Linked DNA regions of Sus scrofa: region 2 is linked to region 1. Evidence: chromatin contacts called from public Hi-C data. All regions are on one chromosome and are shown on one strand. The core of a region is the stretch at or near the end of the contact, and the rest is flanking DNA. Distances in the headings are between cores, read along the strand shown.

What was found. Hi-C and Micro-C count contacts between places; a contact is called where the count stands out from the background.
Region 2: a Hi-C map of fetal liver shows a contact between it and region 1, with 2.8 times the contacts expected there. The contact joins the enhancer-like site here to the promoter of SLC16A14 in region 1. A contact is called at or near these places in 1 of 5 promoter capture datasets (fetal liver), 7 of 47 Hi-C or Micro-C datasets (brain, fetal liver, heart right ventricle and 4 more) and 2 of 2 datasets of contacts at active chromatin or transcription factors (alveolar macrophages and skeletal muscle).

What each region holds. Positions count from the first base shown.
Region 1 is chr15:131,077,429-131,083,151 of Sscrofa11.1, reverse strand. SLC16A14 (monocarboxylate transporter 14) reads left to right here and starts at 2,221. Exons shown (of 5, transcript XM_021075126.1): 1 at 2,221-2,622.
Region 2 is chr15:131,148,919-131,154,417 of Sscrofa11.1, reverse strand. LOC110257072 (probable G-protein coupled receptor 148) reads right to left here. Exons shown (of 4, transcript XM_021075660.1): 4 at 2,097-4,150. The coding sequence starts at 4,128. The coding sequence ends at 3,214. Among named protein-coding and RNA genes, the nearest start is that of SLC16A14, 71 kb to the right of the region's middle. Within about 2 kb of position 3,732, at least 1 of the 83 cell types and tissues checked has an H3K27ac peak or open chromatin away from gene starts, as enhancers often do. A contact at or near this core is called in fetal liver, where this site is marked.

The DNA.
Region 1 (5,723 bases), core at 972-3,471:
GCTGCTGGCCTATGCCACAGCCACAGAAATGTGGGATCCGAGCCAAGTCTGTGACCTACACCACAGCTCACGGCAATGCTGGATCCTTAATCCACTGAACAAGGCCAGGGATCCAACCTGCATTTTCATGGATCCTGGTCAGGTTCATTAACAGCTGCGCCACGAAGGGAACTCCCTCTCAATGATTTTTTTTTAAATCAAGATTTGATATATAAGAAGTGACTATGTATCTCTGGAGAAGAAATAGATCTCATAGTAAATAAGTACATAATCCACCATGAAGGGGGTCATTTGACATCATTCTTGGAATGCTGAAGTCTTCTTAGAACTGATTCTGATTTCCTCTCCATCAAAGAATTTATGATAATTATAATTAAATAATGCAACTGTACAATTAAATAATACAGTTCTACAATTGTATTATTAATAACCATTTCTCTCCATGGTACGATGTAAGGTCTATAATGTCTCGTTTATCACATCACCTAGAATGGTGTAATGCCTTTATTGATCAATAAGATGCAACAAATTGTGAGGACATATTTATATAGTTACACTGTTTTTTAACCAATTTATGTATTTTATATTTTACTTATTTTCAGAGGGTGTATTATTTTTGTTATTCTTACCAGTTAAGTTATTCTTTTTATTATGCTATATAAAATATTTAATGGTATGTGAGGCTTTTTCTTTACATATTTTAGTTGCACAATATACACAATTTTAATATAGTGCTAATTTTTAAAGAAAAATTGAAATGTAATAGATAATACTAAATAGTAAAGATGAAAGCCATACAAAATGGGATAAAGCAGAGAATAAATTTCCTATTTGTCTCAGCATATTTTCCATTCCACTTCTCCAGAGGGAGACACTTAATCTGTTTCTTAAGATCCATGATATAATAATCTGTCTGAATGTCATTGTGTTTAAATATATGTATTTTATTCTGTAGAAAAAAATATTCTGTGATAATCTATGTGGGAAAAGAATGTGAAAGAGAATGGATGGGTGTACATGCATAACTGAATCTCTGTTGCACAGGAGACATGATCTCAACCTTCTAAATCAACTAGACTTCAATAAATTTTTTTTAAAAATGAAAAAAAAAAGAAGTGACTATGTGAAATGCATGTGCATCTTATTTTTTTGCAAAAAAATAAAATAAGAAAGGAAGGGTAAAAGAAGGAAGAAGGAATTTCATGGTAGATAGAATAATGGCCCCTCAAAGATGTGTCCACATCCTAATCCCTGGACCCTAAGAAGATGTTACCTCACACGGCAAAGGGAATTAAGGCTGCAGGTGGCATTCATTAATTAATTTTGTTAATCAGCTGGCCTTAAAACGAGGCGATTAGATGGATTAGCCAAGAATCCAATTACCCCGGGTAGGCCCAATGAAATCCCCCCAGCCCTTAAAAGGGGAAGAGGTAGGCAGAATTGAAGAGACGGAGGGAGATGGGGCTACACAGAAAGACCCAGAGTGACACAAGTTGCTGGCTTTGAGGACAGGAAGTGGCCTGGAGCCCAGGAATGTGAACACCCCCTAGAAGCACGAGCTCTTCCCTAGAGCTTCCAGAAGGAACACAACCCCGCCATTTCACTGATTTTAGCCCAGGAAGACCCATCTCCGACTTCCGGCCTCCAGAACTCTAAGATAATAACTTTGTGTTGTTTTCAATCACACCTTTGTGAGACTATGGTACAACAGCAACACAGCCTATGTCCAAAACCCTTCAGGTGAGGTAAAATAGGCTATTTTACATTCTCTTAACAAATACTGGACACTTTCCACGGGGTCCAAGCCTGTAGTGGGTGCCTCGTTGGGAACAGAGTAGATACACTTAGAAATGAAATTTGTACCTGGCACTCATCAATGCAGGTAGCAGGCTACAGTCAGATAGTGGAGGGGCAGGAAGAGGTACCACCTGGGATGGGACAAAAGATATGGAATTTTTGTCCTTTTTGGCCAAGAAAACCGCGGGGCCTGCCCAAGTCTTCCAGCTACAAGCTGCCATATTTTGTGCCCTAGCCTTACATGAGGGTTTTTGTTGTTGTTTTTTAATCACTTCTCTGTCTCAGAGAAATGCAAGATACTTCTACGCTCACCTGCACCTTAGCTCTCAGGCCCTTTCCTACAGTTATGAATGTGCCAAGAGCATTAGCGAAGCTCAGCCAAAGCTAGAAATTACAAGCGGCCACAAGAGTGTGCACGTGAGGTGACTGCAATTTTTTTTTTTTTTTTTTCCTGCCAAACCAGAATTAGCCGGTATAGGAATGAGCGAGCGTGGAGATTTGAAATTGCACGGATTGGAAGGAAGCTCAGGTTAGGTTCGGGCACCTCCGAACGCACCGTTTTTAAAGCCACACGTACTGAGGCCTCGAGCTCGAAGCTCCACAAAACGGAGCTGGCCCGGCAGCCAGCGGCAGAGGCGCCGGGAGCCCGCACAGCGCACCGAGCCCGGCGGAGCGCCGAGCTGCGGGTACCCGCATCTCCAGGATGATAGGCGACATCGCTACAATTCTCTCCGCCCAGCCGCTCAGGGGGCTCCGAGGAAGACAGCAAGTTCGGGCATCCGGGCCAGGAGCCGAGTGAGGCCGCCGCCTCGCGGGCTGCGGGCGGTGAGTATCCCGAGGCCTGCGGCGCCGCGGGCCCGGGGATGGAGCGGCCCCGGGCGCATCTTGGATGGCGGGTGGCCGATGCACCCACACGCCCGGGAAGCGGCGGCGCGGGCCCGGGGCAGGGTCGGGGAAGGCTGCTCCGGCGGTCGAGGGTAGGGCTGCACCGAGGCGCGGGAGTCGCGCCCAGGCCGCCCGCCGGGGGGCTCCCGAGCCGCGGGCGAGGCCACCTCGGGGCGGGCGGGGTAATCGCGGGCCGGGGCGGAGCGTGGGGACGCGCGCCTCGCTCCCACGGCGGCCAGGGCCCCGCGCGCGTCGGCCAGGGCGCTCAGCGCCCCCTCGGAACCCGGGCCCCAGGGGCGCGCTCGGCCCCGCGCCCACCATCGCTGCCGCCTTGTCTCGCGACCCCAGTTTGGGACTCGATCTAGCAGTGATGGAGCGGAGAGGGGGAAACCCGGGCGGGGGCGGCGCGGCTAGGAGACTTGAGGATGCGGGTTGCCTCCCCGCGCTGGCTGCCAGGACTGCCATCGGGCCCGCTTCCCCGAGGTGCTGGCGTCTTCCGAGCCAGCCGGAGACGCGGGCTGCCGGGGATGGGGGCCGGGGGGTCTCTGGGTGCCAGAGAAGAGGGATCAAGAAGTGCCAGGGAGGAGGGCCCGTGGCGGGGATGGTGCTGGGAGGAGGGGCTCCGAGGCCGGGTCGAGCGGGGACAAGGCCAGGACTTGCAGGTGCAGGTCCTTCCTAGTGGGTCTGATCAAGGCTCCTCCGGAGAGGAAAGAAGAGACTAAAATAGGGCAAGGGACCAGGGGCGGCCATTTCAGGGCCTGATGCCCCCAAGGCCATTGGCGGGGTTTTAGGAGCTCAACTCTGCTTACCAATTAAGCCGTTTTCTTTCCGCGGAAAAGTTGATCCAGGCTCATTAGCAAGGATGAGTGAGGGTTATTACTGGTCATTAGAAAGATTCCTTTTCGTCTTGCCTGGCTTCTTTGTGTGTGTATGAGAGAGCTAATTGGTTAAATTATTAGTTGGGGGGGTGGATAAAACAGGGTTTGGAATCCCTCAGGCCCCCAGTTCAAATTTGGCCTCTGCCACCTGCTAGTTTGACTTAAGCTTCATCGCCACATTCTACAAAGTGCCTCGATTAACTCAATCTGTGAAATGGAACATTAATATCAAATGGACAGAATTATGTGGAGAAGCCACCAAGGACAGCCCCTGACCCATAGAAGGCTTTTATATGTTTACTTCCCCCTAATACAGCGTTAACCCCGCTAGGTTCCGCATTCCTCCTGCTGTGTCGTCTCAGCACTAGCTCAGCTGCCCAGCCTTTGCTGCTCCTCTCTTCAGCCTCTTGGCCTCAAGTGCGCCCTCTAAAGGCCCAAGATTTCCAGTGTGCACCAGGTCTAGAGGGCACATACCCACGGAGCCACCATACACCTGCATCTAATGAAGAATCTGCTACCAACATAGTCTGACCACCTTTGGGGAAGATTGTAATTTTCATTTTCATCTGTCCCTTCCCCCTTTACTGCTCATTTATAATGAGCTCATCACATGTGACCTAATCACAATAACCAAATTAAAAATCATGGAGTTCCCATCGTGGGTCCGTGGTTAACGAACCCGATTAGTCACCATAAGGTTGCAGGTTCGATCCCTGGCCTCGCTCCGTGGGTTAAGGATCGGGCGTTGCCATGAGCGGTGGTGTAGGTCACAGACGCGGCTCAGATCCCATGTTGCTGTGGCAGCTGCAGCTCCAATTCAGCCCCTAGCCTGCGAACTTCCCTATGCCGCAGGTGCGGCCCTAAAAAGACAAAAAAAAAAAAAAAATCAATGACATGCTCATAAAATGTATGCCCCTAACAGAGTTGTGGAAACTTGAGTCTCTGAAACCCTTCAGTAGGCTCTAAGTTATTTTCATTTCTGCCTGTTACCAGGCAGATATGGAGCTGACCTCTATGTCACAGCCTGCATGTGTTACTTCATTTCCTCCCTTGATGGTTTCTCTCGCACGGTTCATGAACTCACTTTGAGAAAGAGTGAGAGGTTGACTGTTGGGCCCATAATCTTCCCATTTCCTTCCTCTAGCTCCCCAAGCTCCTTCAATGCAAGACCCTAATATCACCTGCAGAGCTTCCGGTCTAGATGAGCCTAGAATAGGTTGTATTTTACACATCCACCCTTAGCAGAAATCCCGCCCTCACTGCTCCATTTCCCCCACTGTCCCACACATGGGTTGTCATTTTACACGTATGTCAAGATGTGGAAAAGACGAGGGAGCTCAAAGACTATATAGGGGAGAAAGACTTGGAGCCTGGGGTGGGGTCACCCAGAAACCCCCATGCCCCACCCCACCCCCATTCTCCCACTCTCTGCAAGTGAGAGTAGGGTCCTAACACTCAGGTAAGTATTTTGTATCTTATTATTACATAAATGCCAAAATGCTAAAGCAGGAGTTCCCTGGTGGCTCAGTGGGTTAAGGAGTCAGTATTATCCCTGCTATGGCTCGGGTCGCTGCTGTGGCACAGGTTCCATCCCTGGCCTCAGAACATCCACATAATGCAGGTGCAGGAAAAAAAAAAAAAAAAGATTAAAATGCTAAAGCAGACTTGGAGGTGAGGGATAGACATGTATATTTCTGATGCCCTTCGTTTGTTTTAGTTAACGTGGCTGGGCAGTCAGGTAACTGTGATTAGGCGGAAGAGGAATTACTTTTAAACCGATGTGGGTGTGAAATGCAGACCATCCCATTGCCTGGAAGATCTTCAGGGACCTCCTAAAGGTCTGACAGAACTTTGTCCTCCCCCCCCCCAACCCCCACTCTCCGTTTGGTACTATTTTCTACGTGCACCGTTGCACCTCTTGAACAAAACTTTTCCATTAAATGCTATTTAGCGTCATTTATTTATGAGCAAATAAAGCAGCACTGTCAAGAGCAGTTCAATGGCAACTGCATCTCAGCCCACAAAATAAATAATTCAGTAAGAACATAAAGTGTTTAGCATTGCTTAGAAAAATGCTTACTGGAGTTCCCATTGTGGCTCAGTGGTTATCGAACCCAACTAGCATCCATGAGGACGTGGGTTCAATCCCTGGCCTCGCTCCAT
Region 2 (5,499 bases), core at 2,483-4,982, 70 kb before region 1:
CTTAAGTAGTAAAAGTCCTTTGATCATTTTCAGCTCCAAAGAACAATCTCATTTTGTAAATGTGACAGGCAGAAAAACATCCCCTACTCTGGCAAAGATGCCCTAATCGCTGGATCCTGTGGATATTTTGCTCCAGCACAAGGGTAAATTAAGGTTACAGTTGGAATTGAGGTTTCTACAGCTCTCTTAATCCCCAGGTGGCTTTTCCAGAACTAGAAGAGATGGAGGCTGGGTGGAAATGTAAGGGCCAGGAAAGACCTTTTTTTCTTTTTTTTAAGTTTTTTGGGCCACATTTGCAGCATATGGAAGTTTCCAGGCTAGTGGTCAAAGTGGAGCTGTAGCTATCAGCCTAAGCCATAGCCACAGCAATGCGGGATCCAAGCCACGTCTGCAACCTACACCACAGGTCACAGCAACACCGGATCCTTAACCCACTAAGCAAGGCCAGAGATTGAACCCACATCCTCCTGGATAGCAGTGAGGTTTGTAACCCACTGAGCCTCAGTGAGAACCCCATTCAACATTTACTTATGGTGATATTTTAGACTACTTTTCTGTCCTTGCTTTTTAAAATTGGGCCCAAGTTCATTCTTCATTAGTCAATATATGTTTATAGAGCCTGTCTACATAGAAGCCAGAAATAGTCTCATGTGGTAATAATCTGGTTGCAGTTACAGCAAAAGAAATGTTCCCCAATACTCAGGAATTTTAAGATAACTCACTTTTCTCTCCTGCCAGGAGACAGAGGTAAAAGCCCTGGTGCCTGCCCTGGAGGGGGACTTGCACAGGGAAAAGAGAAGATGGTGCTTTGAATTCTCAGCAGTGGGGTTGGAGGGAGAGCGAAGACAGACTGAAGACCTAGGGGGGCGGCAAGGAGAACTGGAAGCCACAATGGAGTCCAGACGTGACTTCGAAACCCCTAGAATCTGAAACCGAGGGCAGCCTAAGGACAGGGAGTGTAGTGAAAGCAATGGGTGAAAAGAGGCACTTTCCCACAAGCCGGCCATTCACACCTGAAGCAAAGTGGAGAATCAAGACGTCAATTTCCACAGCAAACTGGTCCTGCTCTCTGCAGTGATAAAATGATCACCCTGGGCCAAGTCTCATATACGGCAAATTTAAAGGGGAGGTCCTGTCCCCTGAGCTCCCGTAAGCCCTTTCTACACCTCAAATTTTCTCATGTGTAAATTAGAAATAATAATACCTACATTAAAAAATTGTTGGGGGAGTTCCCATCGTGGCTCAGTGGTTAATGGACCCAACTAGCATCCATGAAGACACGGGTTCGATCCCTGGCCTTGCTCAGTGGGTGAAGGATCTGGCTTTGCCACGAGGTGTGGCGTGGGTCACAGATGCGTCTCGAGTCCAGCCTTGCTGTGGCTCTGGCATAGGCCGGAGGCTACAGATCTGATTGGACCCCTAGCCTGGGAACCTCCATATGCCGCAGGTGTGGCCCTAAAAACGCAAAAAAAAAAAAAAAAAATTGTTGGGAAGACTTGACATAGTGTATGTAAAACAGCTTGCATAGCATCTGGAGTAAGAGTTGCTCAATACATGGCATCGGTTGTCTTTGTTGGTTACCTGCAAATATAACTAAATAGCATAATGGGGGATCCATGAACTAGCTCATTCAATCTTCATTTCATACTTCTTTTGGGATAGCTTCCTGTATTGCCATGTCTGTGAAACTAGGAACTACATTTCCCAGACTCCTTTGCTCTTAGCGTCTGGGTACCAGTTAGATTCTACATACTATAGCCAAGCGTGTGAGATTCAGAAGATGGAAGGAAATGGAGGCCATTTTCATGTCGCTGTTTCACTTATAAAGTCACAAAGACACAAGTGGCATGAAGCAGGGGGGCAGTGGTGGAAGCATCTGTTTGACATCCAGATCACAGCTGCAGTGGTTTGCTCTTGGCATCAATCAGTGGTGTCCCCTGATTTCCATTTCTCTAACCCTTCCAGTGACCTTGTAAGCATCTAATTCCTTTATTAAATACTTTCTGTTCAAAATACCTAGAGAGATGATTCCTAAAACTAGAACTGAACCCTGACTGATTCAGATATTGGTGTTTTATCTAAAGAAATATCATATGTAAACTTCCAGGAAATAATTTATTTCATACTACTGCCCAAAACTTACTTAGATTTAAATTATGAGTTCCCAAGTTTAAACCAGTTCAGTGATCTCCTTATTGATGCCATTCCCTTCGAAAGCTGTTGAGATAACCCAAATAAATTTTTCTGGGATCCAGAACAGATAATTCTGTATTTGTATATCAAAATAAAAGATGTACTGTGTTTTTGTGAGCATCATAACTCATCCATTGTCATTCTTTATATTTTATTTCATTGAGAGGAAATAAAATAAATAAAAATTTTGCTTGAAATAATTTTGCCTCCTAATATCCATTTTTCTTTCCTTTTCTGGTATTAATGACCCCAATTTTTAGCTGGAGACACTGCTACCCTACTAAAATTTCCTCCCACTCTCCCTTAAATCTAAGGTCATAACTACATGACTAAATTTTGGCCAGTTAGATGTAAGAAAAAGTGTTGTTTAACTTCTAGAAATTGTCTTTAGAAGGAAGGTATGGAGATTTCTTTGCCCCTTCCTCCTTCCTGTTGGCTGGAGTGCAAATGTGACAACAGGAGCACTAATAGCCATCTTGGGTCATGAGGTAGTATACTAACCACAGAGAAGAATAGAAGAGAATGAGCCTGTGGCCTGCAGAGTGGCCACATAAGCCTGGATTGTGTTATCTCTTGATTTCTTTTACATAAGAAAAAAAATCAGTCTCTAACTTTTTATACTAACTATTATTTTGTTTCTGACTTGTTATTATATGTAGCCAAATCTACTGCTAATTAATATAAGGGGAAGATCCAAACTTCTCCTCCTATCAACCATGGACTATATCTCAGTTTCTAAAAACAAGTGCATTCTCAAAAGCTGACCAACTCCTAAAACACAGTAAGGCATGCTGCCCCAAATGCTAATTTCAGTTTAAAGACATGAAATGATTTCACGGAGGCCAACTCCGTGTATACAGCAACACGGTTTCTAAGCCAGGTGAATAAGTTTGATTTGCTCATATTACTTTCAAAATCAAATTGAGGCATCAATTTTGAATAAACAGCAAATCTTCCACCTTAGCTGACGGTCCATTCATTAAGACTAGCATTATTGATTTAAAATGGCTCAATTTTGGTTTAAACTGGCCCTCTGCTGTTCATCGTGTGACCACACTGCTGTTGACAGCACATCCTATAGTATAATCTGCTTTGCAGCTCTCTATTCCAGAGTCCATAGATCAGAGGGTTAAAACACTGGGCAAACGCGAAGACTCCAAAGAGCACCAGATTTAACGCAGAGAAAAACACGCCACACTTCTTTCCCAAACCTATGAATAACAGGGTTGGTATTACATGCAAACCCAACTGCACTAAATGGATAAGGACTGTTTTCCTTGCTTTGATATTGGACCTATTAAAGTGGCCAGCCCGTTTCCCTTCTTTGTATATCAGAGAGTAACTTAGAAGAATGATAGACAGAAGGAGGAAAAGGAAAGCCATGCCGATGGCTCTGGCAGGAATGCCATTCAAGATCACCGGGCAAAGGGGTTCAGATTTTAAAAGAGCAACCCAAGTGGAGTTAGTGCCCTCTATGAGGAATAAGCAAACATTCTTCAGTATAATGATTACCCAGATCCCAGCCAGAATCCGGTATTTAACTAAATCTACAAAGGACAGAGATTTCAAAGGCCAGCAAATCACTAGGTAGGTGTGGACAGCCATCAGGGCCAGAGTGAAGAGAATCCCTTCCCCAACACTGAGCTGTGCCCCGAATACCACCCAGCACATCAGCAGGGAGCTGTTGGCCAGCATGGCCCGCATCCCCTGGAAAACCACCCCCAGGCCACAGTAGGAGGAGATGCACAGCAGATGGTGGCAAAGCAGGATGTATCGGACCTCCCTTCTCATCTTGGAGTTCTGTGACACTATGGAGACAATGATGACCGTGGTGAAGGTGGCAAAGGAGAAAGCCACCACGTATACAGAGGCCTTCACTGTTGCTTCCAGTCTCAGCCAATGCGACGTGTTGCAGTGCTCGGAAGACACGTTCATGATCTTCAGGCCACCTTGGCTCCTGCAGGAGAAAGAACGACAAAGGGTGAATCTGCGGTAAAGCCTCTCATGTGGTCTTCCAACGCTCTGACCTTGGGGACAGTCTCAAGCAACAGAGTATATGTTTTTCGTTACAGATGATGGCAACTTTAGAGAGAGTGTTGACGCGGATCAAAGAAATTATCTGGGGAGCTCCCGTCGTGGCTCAGTGGTTAACCAACCCGACTAGTATCCATGAGGATGAGGGTTTGATCCCTGGCCCCGCTCAGTGGGTTAAGGATCCAGAATTGCCACAAGCTGCAGTGTAGGTCTCAGATACAGCTTGGATCTGGCTTTGCTGTGGCAGTGGTTTAGGCTGGTAGGGCCAGCTCTGATTTGACCCCTATCCTGGCAACTTCCACATGCTGCAGGCACAGCAGCTGCATCCCTAAAAAGACAAAAAAAGAAAGAAATCATTTGGAGTCTTCATTTCAGGTGAGTGAGTACCATGATATTATGATTTATAATAAGAAACACACACACACACACACACACACACACACACACACACACACACACACACACCACACATATATATATACATACTTGGTCTTCATTTCATTTCTAGCCCAGAGCTAAAACTCTTGGAACACGCTAAGTGATGAGATTGAGGGACATTTGTTATGTTAATGAGGTGACTTTTGGAAAGTCCCTAAGTCACCTGAGAATAGGGACCCCTCAGGGGTGGGGAGGTTTGAGGAAGGGGGCCAACCATGTGATTAAAAGGTTGGAACTTTCAGTCCCACCCCTTCCCCAAACCTTCAGGGAGAGGAGAGGGGCTGGAGGTTGAATGAATCACCAGTGGCCAATGATTCAATCAATTGCGGCTGTGCAATGAAGCCTTCCCAAAAACCCAAAGGACAGGGCTGGGAAAGCTTCCATGTTGGTGAAGCTTCAGGGACAGTGACACACCAGGAGAGGGTGTGGAAGCTTTGTGGCCCCTACCCACACCTTGCCCTTCGCATCTCTTCCGTTGGCTACTTCTGAGTTACACGCTCTTGCACTAAACAGGTGATCTAGTAAGTAAAATATTCTCTTGGTTCTGTGAGCCCCTTTAAGGAAGTTAGTCCAATGCAAGAAGGTACACAGGTGACAACCTGGCCTCCCAACTGGTGTCTGAGCAGGGATGTGAGACAGTCTTATAAGACTGAGCCCTTAACCTGTGGGGTCTGGCTCTGCCTCCAGGTTTATAGTGTTGAACGGAGTTGAAATGTAGGACTCCCAGCCTATGTTGAAGAATTGCCTTGGTTGTGGTGGTAGGAGGGGTTGGGGGGGACTACCACACAGGAAATAGGATCAGAATTTTAAACATATGCTCAAATCATCTAAAAG